2 separate regions of the Mus musculus genome follow, and region 2 is linked to region 1. Evidence: chromatin contacts called from public Hi-C data. All regions are on one chromosome and are shown on one strand. Each heading gives the region's core, a stretch centred on a gene start, on an enhancer-like site or on the middle of the called end of the contact. The rest is flanking DNA. Distances are from core to core; before and after follow the strand shown. Region 1 overlaps Slc39a11 (solute carrier family 39 (metal ion transporter), member 11). Region 2 overlaps Slc39a11 (solute carrier family 39 (metal ion transporter), member 11).

Evidence for each region. Hi-C and Micro-C count contacts between places; a contact is called where the count stands out from the background.
Region 2: a contact with region 1 is called in a Hi-C map of the N1E-115 cell line, with 3 times the contacts expected there. The contact joins two enhancer-like sites. A contact is called at or near these places in 2 of 39 promoter capture datasets (hippocampal neurons and liver), 2 of 484 Hi-C or Micro-C datasets (the N1E-115 cell line and cortical neurons) and 1 of 115 datasets of contacts at active chromatin or transcription factors (embryonic stem cells).

The regions. Positions count from the first base shown.
Region 1 is chr11:113,350,916-113,353,782 of GRCm38.p6, reverse strand. All of the region lies in intron 6 of Slc39a11 (solute carrier family 39 (metal ion transporter), member 11), which reads left to right. The region is part of intron 1 of Gm51926 (a long non-coding RNA gene); the gene reads right to left. Among named protein-coding and RNA genes, the nearest start is that of Gm51926, 12 kb to the right of the region's middle. Within about 2 kb of position 1,357, at least 36 of the 459 cell types and tissues checked have an H3K27ac peak or open chromatin away from gene starts, as enhancers often do. A contact at or near this core is called in the N1E-115 cell line, where this site is marked.
Region 2 is chr11:113,542,910-113,545,776 of GRCm38.p6, reverse strand. All of the region lies in intron 3 of Slc39a11 (solute carrier family 39 (metal ion transporter), member 11), which reads left to right. Among named protein-coding and RNA genes, the nearest start is that of Slc39a11, 21 kb to the left of the region's middle. Within about 2 kb of position 1,351, at least 59 of the 459 cell types and tissues checked have an H3K27ac peak or open chromatin away from gene starts, as enhancers often do. A contact at or near this core is called in the N1E-115 cell line, where this site is marked.

The sequences.
Region 1 (2,867 bases), core at 108-2,607:
AGGAAGTCAGGACTGGAACTCAAGCAGGTCAGGAAGCAGGAGCTGATGCAGAGGCCATGGAGGGATGTTACTTACTGGCTTGCTTCCCCTGCCTTGCTCAGCCTGTTCTCTTATAGAACCCAAGACCACCAGCCATGGGATGGCACCACCCACAAGGGGCCCTCCTCCCTTGATCACTAATTGAGAAAATGCCTTACAGCTGGATCTCATGGAGGCATTTCCTCAAGGGAGGCTCCTTTCTCTGTGATAACTCCAACTGTGTCAAGTTGACACACAAACCCAACCAGTACAGCTGTCTCCTGGTCTAGATGACGTAAAGCTAACAATCGCTACTCACTGTCATAGGGAGGGGTCCTGAATAGATCCATACAGTTGCAGGATGACTGAAAACTGTAATTGCCTGTACTCCCTGAGATTTGGGGATTTTATTTGAATGATAACAAACCAGACCATCAGAATTCTTCAATCCCAATGATGGGACAGAGTTTGGACTCAGACTCTGTAGTGTGTGTCTTCTTGAGAAATAGCCTTGTGTGGTGTGAATGGCGTGCAAGAACAGCCCTCAAGTAGAGATGGCCACGGCTGTGAAGGAAGGGGCATAATTCCAAGCTCCAGCCTGGCCCCAGCTTTGCAGATGCTGTAAGGGCAGCTATGGTCATGGGTGTGAGGTGGTTTGAAATCCTCAATAAAGGATTGAGATGGATGGTGGCTTTCTGGGTTATGAGATGCAACACCTGAACCTATCCCATGTCGGCTCCTTCTGTTTCCCAGTTCCTTCAGCCGCTCAGCTCACTCCTCTGGTCTCCATGAAGACTCAGAGCTGCCACCTCTCAAGAGTTTGCTCACTCATACCTCTTCTTTATACTCTTAGACATTCTTCGTGGCCCAGGGACGGAGCCCACAGTAAAAAAACAAACACTCAGAATCCTGTTTTCTGAGGCAAATGAGGTCTTCTTAAATATCAACACCGCAATAGAGGTGTCTTCTCTCTTCCTTTAATCAAACTCCTTTCTCCAGGTTTAGCAATCTGCTAAGTCATGGTGACAGTAACATCTTGGCTTTCCTTCTGTGCCCTGCTCTCTAGGGTCCGCCTCCACTTCTTCCCCCCCCCCCCCCCCCCCGCTTGAGGCCATGTAGGGCTTTTGCATTAGGAATGGTTGAGTCACTGTGTCCTCCAGGGAATAAGCCAAAGCATGCACATAAGGAACTTGAGGGGATAGAGTCTGGGTGCATGTGGTCTGGGGAAATACTTGGGGAGACACACCTTCCCTAGCCTCCCTGGGCTCTGCATTGTGAGGTGTGGGTCAGTGGCTCTTCCCCATCCTGCTTTGTCCTGGAGGACTGGGGCAAGTGCTGGTTTTTCACCTTCTGGTAATTCTGAAGAGTGCCCTGTTGCTTGGAGACAGGGATGGTGCCTGAAGTGAAGATAAGGTTGTCAAGGAAACCAAGCCACAAATTCCCTTGTTTGTCTTCGGGTTGCCGGACTGAAGAGTAAAGAATCTTTACTCTGACAACTGGAAGATGCCTCCCGTTCTGTGTGTGTCTAGCGGATTGATGGGTTGTTCAACACACAGCCCAGCTGGTCCCCAAGTTGACAAACACGGCATCGAGTTCTGACTCACTATTTCTGTTGGAGCGCACTTTCCAGTGTAGACAGAGTCAGGCGGCCGTTTCCATCTGGACTTTTCTCAGCCACACCATCGTACAAATGAACCTCCTTGAATCCTGACTCTGTGTGTAATCCCTCGTCTTTTTCCGCTGTTGAGATTTCCCTCTTGGTGCAGCCCTGTTGGGATCCCCCTCTTTTCTGTTTTCCACCTCCAGATGGATTTACATGCCTGGGATAGCACTCTTCACACACCTAGACGCCTGCCTCTCAGCCCTGGCATTACAGGGTTCAGAGAAAGTGTGCCCCTTCAGCTTTAAGGAGATCCTTTGTGAAGCTTCAAAAAGAAAAGAAAACAACGAACAAACAAACAAACAAACAAGCAAACGCCAAATCCTCTCATCTGCCCTAGCCTACTGTCCTAGTATACCAAACACAGTGGGGGTGACATCCAGGAGAATAAACCCCAAGTGTGTGTGCATGTGTTTGTGTGTGTGTCTGTCTTGCCTCCGTGGCTTTATATTCTTTGCTCTCTGTGGTTCACCTCTTCTTTCCCTCCCACCCAAGGGTCCCTCAGCAGTTAGCATCATGGGTTTTCTGAGCCCCCCTGTCCCTGCCCCTCACTTCTCTCCTACCTCGCAGAACATCCATCCATGAGTGACCACACAGAACACAGTCAACTTCTGCCCCTCTGACATGTCCAGGGCTGCTTTGGAGAAGTAGCAGGATTGCTCAGCCAAGTCGGGGGTAACTTGAAACACAGCATGGGAAGCACACGGCTGCTGGCCGATGTGGGGATGAGGGTGTCGGAGGAGCAGGGAGGAGAGAACTCGGGTAGGGGTGTGAGTAGTATGGGTCCTGAGGGGGTAGGACACTGAGGTACATCAGATGCCCCCAATGCAAAGGTTTCTAATTAAAAGGGAGAAAACAAAGGGGTCTCCTCTCCAGGGACCCAAGACACAGACTCTAAATACCTGGCTAAGTGTCTCTGCCAAGTTGTCCTTCAGACATGCCTTTTCTGTCCCCATCATCTGTGTCCCATTGTCCTTCAGACATGCCTTTTCTGTCCCCACCATCTGTGTCCCATTGCAGATAATGTCCTGATCTTCACTCAGGTGTTCTGGGCTAGAACACCTTACTGTTGTCATGGTGCCTCCACCATCTGTCACTACCCTCCATTTTTATCAAATACCAAGCATACTGGTCCTACTTCACCACATCCACTCTCCAGTCTCTTCTGGCCCGCTGCCTTGTCTCAATA
Region 2 (2,867 bases), core at 102-2,601, 190 kb before region 1:
TGTATCGCTTGGGTTACTTAGGTTGGTATTGAACTCATGACTAACCCTCTGGGTATTGGGATTACAGGCATGTACCACCATACCTGGTTTATGCCGTTCTGGGGCTTGAAATGGGGCTTCATGAGTGCTAGGTTAACACTCTACCATCTGATATCTCCAGCTCTCATTTTTGTCTTTTGAGACAGTATTATATGGTTCAGGTTGGTTTCAGTCTCTCTCCCTGGTCTTGGGCTGGTGTTGAACTTCTGGCTCTCCTTCCACTGCCTCCTGGGTGCTGGGACTGTAGGTGTGAGCCTACATCCTACATACCTGGCTCACAAAATATTCTGAAGTAAGTGTGGGGCTCAGGTGTCACCGGTGCTGGTGGGGTTTTCTTTTTCGTTTGCTTGCTTGCTTGCTTGCTTGCTTGCTTCCTTCCTTCCTATCTTCCTTCCTTCCTTCCTTCCTTCCTTCCTTCCTTCCTTCCTTCCTTCCTTTCTTTCTTTCTTTCTTTCTTTCTTTCTTTCTTTCTTTCTTTCTTTCTTTCTTTCTTTCTTTCTTTCTTTCTTTCTTTCTTTCTGGTTGATTGCAGCCTTAACCCTGCTTCTCCTGACCTCTTTTGCATGCCAGAGCATCAGTCTACGATCTCAGAGCAGGCACTGAGAAACCATCTCTCCCGAGGCTTTAAGGGACGCACCGAGGTGACTCTCCCAATGAAGGCAGAAAGTAATTGAATGCAGACTCATTACTTCTCTGAAGGCCTTTGAACATCTTCCCATGATTTAATTCTGATGAGCATTTCAGGATGCAGCCAGGCCAGGAAATGTCTCAAATGGTTGGCCAGAGCCGGGTGAGCTTAGGAGAGGTGCAGTGGGGTCCAGGGTGGAGCCTTCTATCAGCCGGGCAGATGGGTGAACTCACGGAGATCTGTTTGCTTCTGCTCCTGAGTGCTGGGAATAAAGGTGTTGCATAAGCATGCCAATTTTAACGAGTGGCTTGTTAGACATTGAAATTATTTTTATGTTTTTGAGTGTCCCCTACCCCTTTAAATTCAAAGACTAGATGCACATTCAGGATGCTAATAAGAGGCCTATAGAGCAAAGGACACAGGCTCTCCTCCCACTCAGTCCCTCCTCTCCAGGAGGAACCTTATGTCGGTTTCTTGAGAAACTTTCTGCTCACATTTCTAGATGGATTTCGAGTTTCTGGGTTTGGAAGCTGGGGCCCTCCCGCCTCTTACCCTCTTGCAGCCTGTGGTTCTTTGGTTAGTTGCCTGGTGGGCCTCTCGCACCTTCCTCTTCCCTCTGTGTGTCAGCTGTGGCTCTTTCCCTTCATCAACCTTAACTCCAGCAATAGAGGAAGTGCTCCTTCTGTAAATGTGTTCAGAACTCATTGCTGTTGTCTCTATAAAACTCCTCTACTTCCTTCTTCAGTGCCAAGAAGAAAACAGGCTCATCCCACACATTCGGACCTCTCTGACACGAGTCCAGGTTTTCCTTTCCACAGCCGTTGACATTTCGAGTTCTCTAGTTTCCGCCAGAGGCCTGCCTTCTTCCTGCTTGGTTGCTGTGGTCTCCTTTAGCAATGCTGGAGATCCAGACTGAAACACAGTCTCTCATTGGGTAGATGGTGCCAGTGATCAGCATGGCCAGGATTCCTTGTGCCCACTGTGGTCAGGTAGCCCATGCTTGCCCACTGTGGTCAGGTAGCCCATGCTCGCCCACTGTGGTCAGATAGCACGTGTTTGCCCACTGTGGTCAGGTAGCCCATGCTCGCCCACTGTGGTCAGGTAGCACGTGTCTGCCCACTGTGGTCAGGTAGCCCATGCTCGCCCACTGTGGTCAGGTAGCCCATGCTCGCCCACTGTGGTCAGGTAGCCCATGCTCGCCCACTGTGGTCAGGTAGCCCATGCTCGCCCACTGTGGTCAGGTAGCCCATGCTCGCCCACTGTGGTCAGGTAGCCCATGCTCGCCCACTGTGGTCAGGTAGCACATGCTCGCCCACTGTGGTCAGGTAGCACATGCTCGCCCACTGTGGTCAGGTAGCATGTGTTTGCCCACTGTGGTCAGGTAGCACATGCTAGCCCATCGTGTCCTCCTACTTGAAGGAGCTGGGGACTGTCATGGCAGTCTTGGGGATGACAGAAAGCCATTTATCCTCAGCCCTTGGGGTTCTCAGTGTCTCCCTAAGCCTGGCAATGGGGCTTTCCCTCCTGCTTCTTGGACTACAGACAAGGTTGGGCCCCTGCTGTGTTCCTTGGTAACCCCGTAGGTAGCGGTTTCTTTGGTTGGGAGTTGCTGATTTATGCCCTTCCCTGGCTTGTTGCATTAAGTGTGTTGTGCACGTGTGTGCAGGTGCATGTGGAGGCTAGACATCAGCCTCAGGTATCGTCCCTGGTGCCATCCACTTGTTTTGCAAGTCAGGGTCTCTAGCTGATCCTGATTTAGCTACACTGACCAGCCAGCCAGTCTCCATCCACACCCTCCTTAGTGTTGGGGTTGCAAGTGTGCACCGCTACGCCTGTTTGTTTTTAAACTTGGATTCTTGGTATTGAAGTCCGGTATCACGCACACGTGTCGGTATTTTACCAACTAATCTGTCTCTCCTGCTCCAGTTTGTAGTTTAGGTTACTTTTGAATTTATGTACTTTATTTGTGTGTATGTGAGTATGGATATGTATAATGTGTATGTGTGCACGTGTGTATGTGTGCGCATGTGTGCATGCATGCATGTATATGTTTATTGCATACGTGTGTGTATGCATTTCGTGAATGTGCATGACTTGCGTGTAGAGGCCAGAAGACAATTTGAAGAAGTCAGCTCTCTCATTCCATATGTAGGGCCTGGCCCAGCGGCTTCAGCGCACGGTGACTGCTGGCTCTGCCCCT